3 separate regions of the Sus scrofa genome follow, and all the other regions are linked to region 1. The links are chromatin contacts, called in public promoter capture Hi-C maps. All regions are on one chromosome and are shown on one strand. The core of a region is the stretch at or near the end of the contact, and the rest is flanking DNA. Distances in the headings are between cores, read along the strand shown.

Region 1 (4,900 bases), core at 833-3,332:
AAGGTTTGAAGAATACTTTACACACAATCCATACTTAAAAGGAACCAAATATATGTATATAATATACCATACATATGTATAAAAAAAGCATGTGCATGTACATATATATATATGTGCATTTACACACACACACACACACACACACACACACGCTTTTTTTTTTTTTTTTTTGCTTTTAAGAGGCACACATGCGGCATATGGAAGTTCCCAGGCTAGGAGTCAAATCATCTACAGCCGCTGCCTATGCCACAGCCACAGCAATGCAGTATCCAAGCCGCGTCTTCGACCTAGACCACAGCTCAGGGCAATGCCCTGGATCCTTGACCCACTGAGAGAGGCCAGGGATGGAACCCAAAACCTCTTGGTTCCTAGTCGGATTCGTTTCTGATGCACCACAACAGGAATTCCAGGAATGTTCCTGTTTAGAGAGAAACGCAGAAAAAATACTTATACTTTCCAATTAAGTAACAGAAAAAAAAAAAACAAACAAACAAAACCATACATACAACTAGCTTCATTTTCCCAAAAGCTGAGCAATTAAGGTCTGGGTTTTTTTTCGTTTGTTTTTTCTTTTTTTTCTTTTTAGGACCACACCTGCAGCATATGGCGGTTCCCAGACTAGGGGTCAAATCGGAGCTATAGCTGCTGCCTATGCCACAGCCACAGCAACACAGGATCCAGGCCGCCATCTGTGACCTACATCACAGCTCACGGCAACACCGGATGCTTAACCCACTGAGCAAGGCCAGGGATCGAACCTGTGTCCTCATGGATACTAATCAGATTTGTTCGTTTCTGCTGAGCCACGACGGGAACTCCAATCAAAGTCTGGTTTTAAGGGAAAGGAAGCAGGGCCTCTGACACACACCTCTTCTGTTAGTAGGATGACTAGAATGCTGCTCCATCTGAACACCTACAGGTGTGGTGCCTGGGAAAGAATCACAACATCACATGACCAACAACCCATGCTATTATTTTACTATTAACAATTTCATATAAGTTCTCCCCAGCACATATCAGGCTGCTCCAGTTTGGGAAGGAAAAAGTATGAAAGGGTGTGTACTGTTCTATTTTATGGCCAAACATAAGTAACTGTTCTTGAATTGTTCGTGCTCTCATCCTTTCACTAAAAAACAAAACAAAACAAAAAACTGTTTCTAGTAATGTTTCTTTTCTCTGGACAAAACAGTACTTTAACTACGCCCAAACTTTAAGCGTCTCCTAAAAATGTGGGCAAATACTGTGTTCTCCCCTAGTTTTGATTTCTGCGGGATCAGCCCTTTTCCTATCCTGTAAGGTAACTTAAAAACTCTGGTTCTCCAACATCTCTAATGGACCAGTAGCTGAGGGCATGAGGAGGGCAGGGGAAAGAATGGACACGGATAAAGAAAATCTGAGAGCACTAGAGGAAAACACTTGAGAAAATGTTTTACATAGGATAACTCGAGGGGTCGGTAAGCCAGCACTCTCAGGTACCATTCACGGCCTCAATAGATAGTATTTGCCTAAGAGGGAAAGGTCCATGCATAGGAACGAGTCAGAGGCAGTAAACCACAACTCCCAGCGTGCCCAGAAGGCTAGTTACCGCCCAGCTCAGTCTGATCGGACTACAACTCCCATTCCACCCCGCATCAAAGGGGCCAGGTGTTCTCTCAACTGCCGGTTTAGGTCCCGCCCCTTCTAGTCCTCCCCGTAGCCAAAGCTGGAACGAAAGCATGGAAACTGTCAAGTCATTCTCCACCTTGGCGTCCGAAAGGAGTCGAGACGCATGAGTTTAATGACCTCACCTGCGGTGTTAATGGAAAGCCTCTACCCCAGCACCCACCCTTATAGTTGACACACATGCGCAGTGGCGTTCCGGCCAACTACCCGATCCTTGGCGCTTGCGCCAAGGTTCGCGCCGCACGCGGCCGGGAGCGGCCACCCCATTGCGCAAGCGCCTCTGCCCTCTCATTGCCATCACCGTGCTCTCTCTACCTAGCTTGCCCCGCGTTCTTGCGTAGGGGGCGGGGCTAAGAATGTCAATTGGCCTGTTTCCGTGCCGGTCAGTGAGATGGGTGCGGTGATTGGGGGCGCCCGGGAGGGTAGCGGGGTTGGGTGTAAGCCCTGAGGAGGCAGCGTTTTCTGGGCTTCTCGCTGGTTCTCTCTCTCCAGAAGGTTCTGCCGGTTCCCCCTGCTTTGGGTACCCGGCTCTGCATCGCGCCGCCATGATGGGCCATCGTCCGGTGCTCGTGCTTAGTGAGTTTTGGGAAAGCTGGGGAAGGGACCCCCTCTTCATCTCCCTCTTTCGGCACTTTACAGCCTTGCCTCAGCCCAGTCCCGCCCTGGTCCGGCCCCTGAGCCTTCCAGTCGTTCATTTTGGAAGCCCCTTCTGCTTTCCTGTCTACCCTTAACGTATTCCCATGTCTACACAAACGCAAACTGACCTTTCTCTCTCGAGCCTCATTTTTCCGGGCTCTGGCCTCGGGAAGATGCTTCCCACTCGGCATTCTGTTCTTCACCTCCAACCCCCGCCCTTGCAACCTTCTTTGAGTGATTTTCAGTGTGCAGTTTTGTGACTAACGGCTTTTAAGTTTGGCCTAGCATTTTAACCTTGGCCCATCCCTTAGTAGTGGTGTGGCGTCAGCCACGTTGTTTGATTGAAACGTTTCCATCTTTATTATTAGGATTAACTATTTTCCCGTAAGATTGTGACTCAAGTGAGATAAGTAGAGACAATTGCTTAAAAGAGCGAGTGGTAGCCTTGGTTATTTGTATTTTCAGTAATTGTCCTCTTGAATTTCCATTCTGCAACTTCTGTTCCTCAAGTAACCCTACCTTCCTCACTGGTTTATCTTAGATGTAGTTATTCCCTTGATATCCCCTCCGTGGTAATCTTTCCCACTTACCAACTGAGTTTTCCCACATTTTTCCATTGGGTCTCTTTACCTATGGGGAATGAGTCGCATTTCTGTTGTCTTCCTCGGGTATGTTTCTGTTCTGTGTAATCTCAGCCTTATTAGTCATTTTCCGTCCCTCTCTTATGCGTGTAGAATGCTATCGATTTTCTGTATACCTGGAAAATAACTGTTTGCAAACAAGAATCCACTTAACCCAGAAAAAAAAACCAATTTTTTTCTGATGAATCCAATCAGAAAGGTCCATGCAGGATTTTGGTTATCAGTGCCTGAAATAGGAATCTAAATCCTGAGAACTGTGAATGAATGTTTAGGTTTGATGGGTGGGAAATTTTACAACAAACTGTAGGGAAGTATAATTTGGAGAGAGGAGTGAAATAAACATTCTTTTGATTCAGGTATAGCCATTGAGAGGGCCCTAAGGTGAGTAGTGCGTTGTTCAGCTCTTTTGAGGTCGGAGTTAATCCCTTGCATTAGCGGCCCTAACCTATTAGACTTCCTATTAAAACATGTAGGTCACACTTACTGATGGTCAGTGGGTTCCTGAGGCATTCTGGTTATGTCCAAGCATGAAGTGATTGTATCTCGCAAACCCAGATGCTTTTGAGTGTGTGTTCTCATTCCATAGCACACAGGGGAGAAGGGGGGAGGAACTATTTAATAATTACGCTGGGAATGTCAGTATGATTCTGTGTACCCAATTATGAGGACATGAATCCCCCAAGTTTTCCTTTTTACATAAGGGAGTGATTGATGCTTTTTTAGGGTCACCAGGTCTTTAAAAATCTGATGGATCTTAGGTTATGAATCCTTGTTATACATACATGAATATTTGATTAGAGAGAAAGTGATGACTAAGATTCCAAAGTTGAAGCTTTATGAATTGTTTCTTAGTATACCAGGAGTTGAAGTAAAGAAAGAAATAAGTATGTATGTTTACTTATTAACAGCTCGTTGAGGTGCAATTGATATACAAAAAGTTGCACATATTTGAAGAGTATAAGTTGGTAAGCTTTGATCAGTGTATACATCTGGGAAACCAGTATGTGTTTTTGTTTTTTTTTTTTTTTTTTGTTTGCTTCTTAGGGCCAAACCCGCGGCATATAGACGTTCCCAGGCTAGGGGTCCAATCCGAGCTGCAGCTGCTGGCCTAGGCCACAGCCACAGCAATGTGGGATCCAAGCCTCATCTTCGACCTACACCACAGCTCACTGCAACGCCAGATCCTTAACCCACTGAGCAAGGCCAGGGATCGAACCCAAAACCTCATGGTTCCTAGTTGAGTTCATTTCCGCTGCACCACCAGGGAAACTCCTGTTTTTATTTTCAAAGATTGGGAAATAAATGAATAACTTATATACAATGGGGCAGTCCTGGACTATTGCCTTTTGTTTTTATCTGTTTTAGGCCAGAACACAAAGCGTGAATCTGGAAGAAAAGTTCAGTCTGGAAACATCAATGCTGCCAAGGTAGCCTATCTTATAAGTTGTCTGCCTCTAGCTATCTTCCCTGGTGTTTCAGTTTTTGTGATTTGACAGAGGAAAAGTTGACTTCCTTTCCCTCTTGGTGGTAAAGAAAAGGAATCATTTTCTCTCTGAGCTGGGCCTAACGGTCTACTCAAATTAACTTTTGCGAATTCTGTTCCTGTATACTATCTCATAATATTCTATTTGTGTTTATCTCCCATACTAGATGGAATTACTTGGAAGGAAGAACTATATTCACTTTTATATTCCTAATATTTGCTATAGCTCTTGAATAGGTATCTACAGTAAATGCTTTTTGAATGAAACAATGAAATAGCCCTAGATCTAATTTAGCATGAGGTAGAGGCCACTATCATGGAAAGAAATACAAGTACATGGACTTTCAGTTATCTAGATTGCTGGGAAGCTGAAGCACTGGGAGGCGTGTCCCCCCTCCTTTTTTTTCCTTTTTTTTTTTTTAACTTTTTAAAGCCCAGCTCATGGCATATGGAGGTTCCCAGGGTAAGGGTTGAATTG
Region 2 (4,392 bases), core at 429-2,928, 280 kb after region 1:
AAAAAGGAAAAATGACTGTTGCAAAGTTACTGTAACAGCTTTGATTCTGGATGTTTCTCAAAAACAGACATGGTTCATATTCACTCCATTACCATTTACCGAGTGCACTTCCAGCTAACTTATGCCCATCTGAAGCCCCTAAATTTTGCAGCAAGACTATTTCTGGGTACCTGCCTAGCCACCAGCCTGAAAGCAGCTTGCCACTTCCTTCTCGGCCTGGTCACATACTCTCTTGGTGGCCCTCTTGTTGCAGATCCCAAAAGAGAGGTCAGTGGGCAGCTTGGGTTCTGCCTTAAAAACCACAAAACAGGACATGAAACCAGTGACACTGCCCTGGGGGCACAGAGTGCACCCTAGGTAGCCTTACCATTTCTGCATGCCTCTGGTCCTGGCACGCAGTTCCATGTTCATCTAACAAAGTTCTACTTCAGGAGTTCCCGTCGTGGCGCAGTGGTTAACGAATCCGACTAGGAACCATGAGGTTGCGGGTTCGGTCCCTGCCCTTGCTCAGTGGGTTAACGATCTGGCGTTGCCGTGAGCTGTGGTGTAGGTTGCAGACGCGGCTCGGATCCTGCGTTGCTGTGGCTCTGGCGTAGGCCGGTGGCTACAGCTCCGATTCAACCCCTAGCGTGGGAATCTCCATATGCCCCGGGAGTGGCCCAAAGAAATAGCAACAACAACAACAACAACAACAACAAAAAAAAGACAAAAAAAAAAAAAAAAAAGTTCTACTTCAATCTCTTGGTGGGGTTCCCTTGAAGATGGCAGGAAGAAGTTGTATTTTTTTGGAAGTCTTTCAATGGAAATATTTTCCTTAGCAATTGACTCTCAAATCTCTCCTCTAGTCAGAATAGATTCCAATAAGGAGACTGTAAATAGAGATGATGAAAATTCATCCAATCAGCAGGTGTTTCTTGAGCACCTCCTGTGCGTTCAGCATCACTGTAGGATCTCTGAATAAGTGTACACTAGAGAAATAGCACCTAATCATGAAGGTAGATTTTCCAGATCAGAAACAATCAGAAAAAAACCAAAAACCAAGCCGGAGTTCCCGTTGTGGCTCAGCGGTAATGAACTCGACTAGTGTCCATGAGGACTAGGGTTCAATCCTTGGCCTCACTCAGTGGGCTCAGTGGGTTAAGCTTCCACTGAGCTGTGATGCAGACAGCAGAGGCGGCTAGCCCGGGAACATCCATATGCCTCAGGAGAGGCCCTAAAAAAAAAAAAAAAAAATTAAAGAAAGGATCTACTTTTTTGGAACCTCAAAGGGCTTCTAAGGAAAGTTCAGGGCTTTCTAGGGTAGCTAGCTGGATATAGAAGATGAGTAAATTTTTCGCCTAGAAATACAGAGAATGGTGGTAGCCCGGAGAGCAACAGTTTTTCTCTAATTCCTAGCTCGATAGTACACTCGACATTGTAGACAGAAGATCCTAATCTCTACGTTTGCCAGTCCCACAAAGCACTTAATCAGGTGCTGGTCATCTACGGTACTGGAAAGCCAGCTTGAAAAGCCACTCTAGACGGCAGAATAATAAAAGCGTGAAAGAAAAGAAAGAAAAGCGTGAAGGAGCACAGACAAATCGATCACAGAGGCTGCAGCATCCCGGAGGCAGGCGCGCTCTACAAAGGAAAGGTGGGGCTTGTCTGAGAACTACAACTCCCAGAAGGCATCCAGCAGAGTACCAACGTTTCCGGCCAGAGCTCATTTCCGGTCTTTCGGGTGCTGACGCTCTCTTCCGGCCTTCGTGGCCCCCTGAAGGGTTTGTGGGGTGCGCACGGTGAGTCCTTTGATTCTGGGGGTGCCAAAGTTCGTGTCCACACAACACTCAGCGGCTGAGGGTTAGCTTTGGCAGGGCGGGGAGGGAATAGAGCACGCTGGCTGGAGGACGTGTAATCTTGGCAAGAGACGGAGGGGGGGCAGAACAGACTAAGCCCTCAGAGGGCCCCAGAAAGGGATGTGGAAGACGAGGACGAATGCGGTCCCGCGGGAAAAATGGACAGTAGGATACAGGGGCGTGAGGGAGGACCCCGCTAGCGCGCATTGGGATACCTGGGGTGCTGGTGGAGGAATAGCAGCCGGGGAAAGGCAACAGTCGTGAGGGATTCCTGTGTGAAGGAAAGCTAGAGGCTGCTACAGTTCCGAGATGGGCCGAAATGCGGCAGGCCAAGGAAACCTCTATTCTGGCCACATGGAGCTCTCTCAGAAGACCCCAGTAATTGGGGAGCACCCAGGACCCCTCGCAGTAATAGGTAGCAGATATGCCCTGGAGGTCTACAGATTTTCGAGGGCTGCAGGGTGGATTTGGTGGGAAGCTTGCGAATGGGACAGCTTTGGTAGCGTATACTCTGCTCTGTGAAAGTGGCCGCTGCTTTGATGAGCTCAAAAGATCTTTTGACGGACTTTGTAAGAAAGGACTGTCAGAAAGATTTTGGTGGTTTTACATGCTTGGATTGACTGCTCACTTGCTTTTTCCTCCAAAGATGAGGCTGCTGGCATTCGTGGTGTTGACTCTCTTTGCTGTCACTCAAGCAGAAGAAGGAGCCAGGCTTTTGGCCTCCAAATCACTGCTGAACAGATATGCTGTGGAGGGGCGAGACTTGACCTTACAGTACAACATCTACAATGTTGGCTCAAGGTAAGGAGGCCCTGAAGCTATAGGTTGGGCCCTTTTAAGCTTCTCAGGTATCTTGACTGGGAACAGGGATCAGTAATGATTTATCTTTGGGAGGACTCCAGCAACAGGTATAGTGTGTAAATGAATTCACTGCTGGATGACTTTTGGAGGAGGATATTCTTACCTAAGCTACAGGAAACCATCCTCCAATTTTGTGAGTTGCTAGAGTCTCATAGTGGAGAAGAAGAAAGAATTGTGTGAAATAGGGAGAGAAGGATGAAAAGGCAGAAAAGAGGAGTTCCCCATGTGGCTCAGCAGAAACGAATCTGACTAGGATCCATGAGGATGCAAGTTCAATCCCTGGCCTCGATCAGTGGGTTAAGGGATCTGGCGTTGCTGTGAGCTCAGGTTTAGGTTGCAGACTCAGCTCAGAGCCCTCATTCCTGTGGCTGTGGTGTGGGTGGTAGCTGTAGTTCCAATTCGACCCCTAGCCTGGGAACTTCTACATGCCGTGGGTGCAGCCCTAAAAAAGCAAAAAAAAAAAAAAAAAAAAAAAAAGAAAGAAAGAAAAAAAGGCAAAAAACACATGATCCTTTGTTACCTCAAAGGTTTCTTTCAGCTCCCTTCCTTCCTTTTTTTTTTTGATCTCTGCATACTTCTTTATTAGCAAAGAGACTAATTATTCAGACTAGAGATAGAGACTGCAGAGGAAAAATAACTTGATCCTGCAATTCTAGAACAAACTGCATAGTATGGGAGTCTTAAGTTTTCACAGAATAGGGGAAAAAAAGAGAAAAATCATTTAGAACAGTCTTTCCCAAAATTTCAGTCATGTTCTTGGGGGAGGGGGTTACAAGTTTTCTGTGGTAACATTTAAATCTAAACCAATTAATACACACTTGTTCAGGATGCCCTGGGAGACCGTCTTACATGGCAGAGGGTTACCGTATGATCGCCACGTCTGCTCTCATACCTCTGATTTCTGGGGCACCAAGTGAAGACCAGGTGTGCTTCACTTTTCATGTGGCATCTCTCATTGGGTGCTCAGACCCTTCACACCATTGTTAAACATTTCCTATGAGATCTGTGAGTTGTCGTGGTTCAGGACACTCGTTCATAGCAGGGATTCTCAGAGTAGGGTGGGGTGGGGATGGTAGCCAGGGAGACACATGAAGTGTGAAAAGGAACATTCAAACTACCTATTGATTTTGTAAAACCAATTCCATAAAGTCAACCTTGACAAAATTTTTGAGCAGTAGCAGAAAACCAACTATAGATTCACCCGAGGGGGGCTGTGGTAAACTTGGCTGGGAAATACTGGTGTAGAGGTAAAAGAGTCTCAGCACACGAGAACAGTTAGGAAGACCATGTGCCAAACGAATGTGTAAAGAACGTCTTTGAGATCAGTGATTAAGCCGTAACTTGTCATGGTCTTTTGGACCCAAAGGGCCAATCCACGAGAAACCCAAGACATCCATCAAACTTCTCAGATTTCTTTGGGGCAAGGTGATCCACTTTTAATACAGAGTCAGAAGAAGAAAAATATGGTTTTGCTCCCCCAAATCCACCCTCTCCCCGTTATTTGTGTTAACATGTTTTCAGAATTTTTTTTGCTTTTTAGGACTACACTCTCGGCATATGGAAGTTCCCAGGCTACAGGTTGAATTGGAGCTACCGTTGCCGGCCTACTCCATAGCCATAGCAATGCAAAATCCAAGCTGTGTCTGTGACCTACACCACAGCTCACGGCAACAACGCCGGATCCTTAACCCACTGA
Region 3 (4,427 bases), core at 576-3,075, 410 kb before region 1:
GTCCGCTCCAACATTCAGAAAACAACATAAGTTTAGTCGCCTATTCTAGGATCCAAGGGTCCTAAGTCACCTAGGCTTGACAAATACCTCAATGGCGAAACTGAGGCAGAGGTCTGGAGTCCAGGCAGACTCAGCTCCTAAACTTCACTCTGCCCTTTACCAGGTAACAGCTCGCACGCTGGACACCTGTTTCTCATCTGTAACTATTAGGACATCATCTCCCACAGTTCTGTAATAATCCAAGGAAAGGGTCAATGCCTGGCAAATGATCTGTACTCAAAAAAATATTCAGTTTCTTCCCTGCCCCCCTCAAAAACAGAATCCAAGATCCCAAGCCTTCTCCTTCAGACCCCGATGCTTTTAAGTTCAGAGGCAAAGGAAAAGGTTAGTCCTAAATGTTCAGCAAGGGTTCGGGAATCCTGTCTCCTGTCACCTCTTCAAGTGCCAGGTTTTATGCTGTCCTCAGTATAAGAGGGAAAGGAAAAACAAAAAACCAAAAAACCTGGCCCGCGGTGAAGATGCAACAAGGGAGAGTGGACCTAAGTGTCGCTAGGCCTGGGCCTGTCAGTGCCAGGTGATGGTTTATGGCCCTTCTGCAGGCGAGTCTAGCAGGAGAAACCCGCGTGGACCAATACCCTAACTCCCCGAAAGTTGACAAACTTCGGCTCCCATTAATCGCACTGTACCAGGAATCCAGCGGCCTAGAATCAATGGTTGCATTTATAGGACGGAGTCCCAGAATCCCCACGAATCCATCCTACAGCTTAGCCCATGCCCAAATCCAATGGACAGTTTGGGGGTGCCCTTCCCGGATACTCACATCCCCCTTATGCAGCTCCGGCGCCGCAATCTTCACCGGCTCTGTCCGCTTCTTTGGCTTGGGAAGCCCCAGGGGGGACCCGGCGCCGCCGATGGGGGGGGGAAGACTGAGGCCAGGGCCTCTGGGCGAGGGCAGCCCCAATCCTAACCCCTCCCCAACTCCCGCCGCCTCAGCCGGGCTCACGCCTGGAGGTGGGGGGAAGCCTCCCAGGCCGAAGGGCAAGGGGGGAGGAGGCTGGAGCCGGGGGTCTCCGGTGGGTGGGGGCAGCAACAGCGGCGGGGGAAAGGCTGGGGCCAGCATCTGGGGGGGCGGAGGCAGCAAAGCCGGACCCTTGGGTGCGGGGAGAGAAGCGAACAAGCCCCCTAAAGTGGGCCCAGGTGTAGGGGCCGCCGCCTCCTCTTCCTCCGGCTCCGGCTCAGCCTCATCCGGCTCACTCTCATCGCTGCTGGCGTAAGCAACCAGCGACATGGCGCCGCCCGCCTTTGGGGCGCCCTTGCCGGCAATCAAGGCCTACTTGAGACCGGGGATGCCCAGAGGCCTAGTGGGCCCCGCCACTTGGCGGGGCAGGAAACTAAAAAGCCCGCCTTCCCCGTACTCTAGGACTATCCGTGGCAGAAGCCCATGCCCACAGTTGATTTCCACCGAATAAGGCTTCCCTCTTCACTTAAGCTCCTAGTCCCGGGCAACTACACACAGCTAATGGCCGCCGAGTCACTCCGCCTCCTCCTCGCCTCACCAATACAGGAACTACAACTCCCAGAGAATACTTTGAGCACAGCACCATTATCCGACGCAAGTAGCTCAGCGCAAGGCACGGCGGGAATCGGAGTCCGAGGAAGAATTAAGCGGCGCGGAGAAAGACAGGCGGTAAACCCGCCTCTGACACGAGGACTCCTGGGAGGAGTAGTTTTTTGGAGTCGTCTGACAATTCCTGGACAACTACAAGTACCACCGGTCACCGCGGTAGTCAGGGAGCCGGGTCGGAGAGCATTTCGGTACTTGAAGTTCCCTAGGGTAGCTGCTTGGGCGCTAAGATTTATGGGAGACGTAGTGCTCGTAGAAACTGCAAGTGATGTCGGGAATGTGAGGGAGTCTGGGAAGGTGGAGGATTGGGGAAAATAGCTTAAAGGGAAAGTGATCTGTAAATCTGTAAATGAACTGATGAAGCCTTTGAGTCCACTGAAGAAACCCGGAGCACCCAGGAACAATCAGAGTCCTAGAGACCTGTACGAAGTTGGGCTGCGAGCCAGAAAGAAGGCCTAATAATAAACATCTGCAGGCTAAAGTAAATGTGACATAAGAGGGAATAAATGATCTCCCTCGCCTTGACCAAAATGCACATCCAGGAGCACATCTGGCCCGTCTAGCCTGGGTCCTGAGCTCTCTCTGCAGTGAAACAGAACGATGGGCAGGACCCTGGAAGGCAGGGCTCGGTACTTGAGATTTGGGGGCAGCTCCATCTCAGCCCCTATCACAGATTTGAGTCATTGCCTGAGTCCATCCCTTCCTGCATATGTTCTTTGTATCTGTCTCTGCCTGGTGTTTGTTGTGCCTTTCTGCGTGAACTTGTTAATTGGTCCTGTGAGTGACCTTTCTATCCATCCGTGTTGATGTGTGTCCTTTTCCCAGCTCAGGTATGTCTGCTCGTGATTCTGCTGCTCTTTCCCTGTCCACCTGTAATTTTGTGTCCTTTTCATGTTTATTCGTCTTTGCCCCTTCCTGTCTGCCTGGGACTGGGTGCCCTCTACTTGTCAACTCTGTGTCTTTTATAATTTAAAGCTTTATGTACTAAAGCACCTCTGTGTGTGCTCTATCCCCCTACTCCCAGAGAGCAGAAGCATCTACTGAGCTCAGCCCATGAAGACTGTTGAGGTTTGGGGAGGAGGCTAAAGAGGAAGATGGAAAGGATGATGATGGCCACAACAACAACCAAAAAGAGAGTCAGTGAAGGCCCAAGTGTGAGTGAATTCACCATTAGAGAAGGTTGCTGTGCCCTCCACCTCCCCCCGCCCCACCCCCACCTTCTCCATGTGTCTAAATCTCACCCTGCCTTCACCAACAAATTCATATGCTGCCTTCTCCATCTGTTTGCTTCAATCTGTTTGCTCCCTGCTCTGGATGCCCAGAGCACTTTTTTTTTCCTGCCTACCAAATCTTAAACTTTAATGTGCCTAAGATCCCTGGGAAAGCTTCTTAAAAATGCAAATTGCTGAATTCCAGCCTAACTGATTCCTCTTCAGTAGGTGTGGAGTGGGGCCCAGAAGTCTGGATTTTTAAGAAAATCCTCAGTTGATTGCAAAGCAGGTACAGTGAGGACTACCCTGAGAAATTAGACCTTTGGTTCTATCTCGAAACTGGTATGCTTTGCACAGTGTTGACTTCTTCTTCTTTATTTACTTATGTATTTATTTTTTGCTTTTAGGGCTGCACCTGTGGCATATGGAAGTTCCCAGGCTAGGGGTCAAATCGGAGCTACTGCTGCCAGCCTATGCCACAGCCACAGCAATGCAGGATACGAGCCATGTCTGACCTACACCACAGCTCACAGCCACACCAGATCCTTAACCCACTTTGCCAAGCCAGGGATTGAACCTATGTTCTCATGGATACCACTGAACCACAAGGGAACTCCTGCACACTGCTGACCTTTAATACCAACTTTTCCAATCTGGGTTTCCCAGCCTACTTCCTGGTGACTTTGGGCAATCACTTCTCTTCTCCTTCTTTGAAAGATGGATAGAGTATGAAGGAGCCCCGCCCTACTTCTGTGAAAAACACTTCACTATTAACACACAGTGAAGTGATTTAGAACCTTAAGAGAATGGGAAACTTTCAAAGGGAAATGACTGTCCTTGTTCTTTTTCCTTTTTTTAGAGCCGTACCCGTGGCATATGGAGGTTCCCAGCCTAGGGGTCGAATCGGAGCTACAGCTGCCAGGCTACACCACAGCCACAGCAACGCCAGATCCAAGGCACGTCTGCAACCTACACCACAGCTCACAGCAACGCCAGATCCTTAGCCCACTGAGCGAGGCCAGGGATCGAACCCGTAACCTCATAGTTCCCAGTCAGATTAATTTCCGCTGCGCCACAACAGGAACTCCAGGGATCTGTCTTTTTATGACAAATGTTTTCTAAGCAGAGTCCTCTTACTGTAAAGATTAATGATTTACCTTAATAGGTAGACACCCTGCCCTCAAAGGTTGTTTTCATGTAAGGAATTGATAATAGAAACTTCAGGGAGGGATGGCAAGATTTGTTTCTCACCGTTTACTCTTTATACCTTTGGAAATTTGTAATCTGTGCATGTATTACCTATTCAAAGGTAGTAAAAGCAAGAGTTCCCATCGTGGCTCAGTGCTAATGAACCCGACTAGTATCCATGAGGAGGTGGGTTCGATCCCTGGCCCTACTCAGTGGGTTAAGGATCCAGCGTTGCCGTGAGCTGTGGTATAGGTTGCAGATGCAGCTCAGATCCTGCATTGCTGTGTCTGTGGCCATGGTGTAGGCTGGCAGCTGTAGCTCTGATTTGACCCCTAGCCTGAGAACTTCATATGCCACAGGTGTGGCCCTAAAAAGGAAAAAAAAAAAAAATGGTAATAGCAGTA

Evidence for each region. Promoter capture Hi-C pulls out the DNA fragments that hold promoters and counts their contacts.
Region 2: a promoter capture Hi-C map of liver shows a contact between it and region 1, with 2.4 times the contacts expected there. The contact joins the promoter of SSR2 here to the promoter of CCT3 in region 1. A contact is called at or near these places in 1 of 5 promoter capture datasets (liver), 2 of 47 Hi-C or Micro-C datasets (epiblast stem cells and liver) and 1 of 2 datasets of contacts at active chromatin or transcription factors (alveolar macrophages).
Region 3: a contact with region 1 is called in a promoter capture Hi-C map of liver, with 5 times the contacts expected there. The contact joins the promoter of PRCC here to the promoter of CCT3 in region 1. A contact is called at or near these places in 1 of 5 promoter capture datasets (liver), 2 of 47 Hi-C or Micro-C datasets (heart right ventricle and skeletal muscle) and 1 of 2 datasets of contacts at active chromatin or transcription factors (skeletal muscle).

Annotation. Positions count from the first base shown.
Region 1 is chr4:93,731,885-93,736,784 of Sscrofa11.1, forward strand. It overlaps CCT3 (chaperonin containing TCP1 subunit 3), which reads left to right and starts at 2,083. Exons shown (of 14, transcript NM_001244180.1): 1 at 2,083-2,238; 2 at 4,305-4,366. The coding sequence starts at 2,208. TSACC (TSSK6-activating co-chaperone protein) reads right to left here and starts at 3,145. Exons shown (of 4, transcript XM_013996980.2): 1 at 2,427-3,145; 2 at 869-928. The coding sequence starts at 905.
Region 2 is chr4:94,009,046-94,013,437 of Sscrofa11.1, forward strand. It overlaps SSR2 (translocon-associated protein subunit beta), which reads left to right and starts at 1,679. Exons shown (of 6, transcript XM_001928470.5): 1 at 1,679-1,778; 2 at 2,482-2,636. The coding sequence starts at 2,482. It also overlaps the pseudogene LOC100519480.
Region 3 is chr4:93,323,674-93,328,100 of Sscrofa11.1, forward strand. PRCC (proline-rich protein PRCC) reads right to left here and starts at 1,826. Exons shown (of 7, transcript XM_001924343.6): 1 at 821-1,826. The coding sequence starts at 1,288.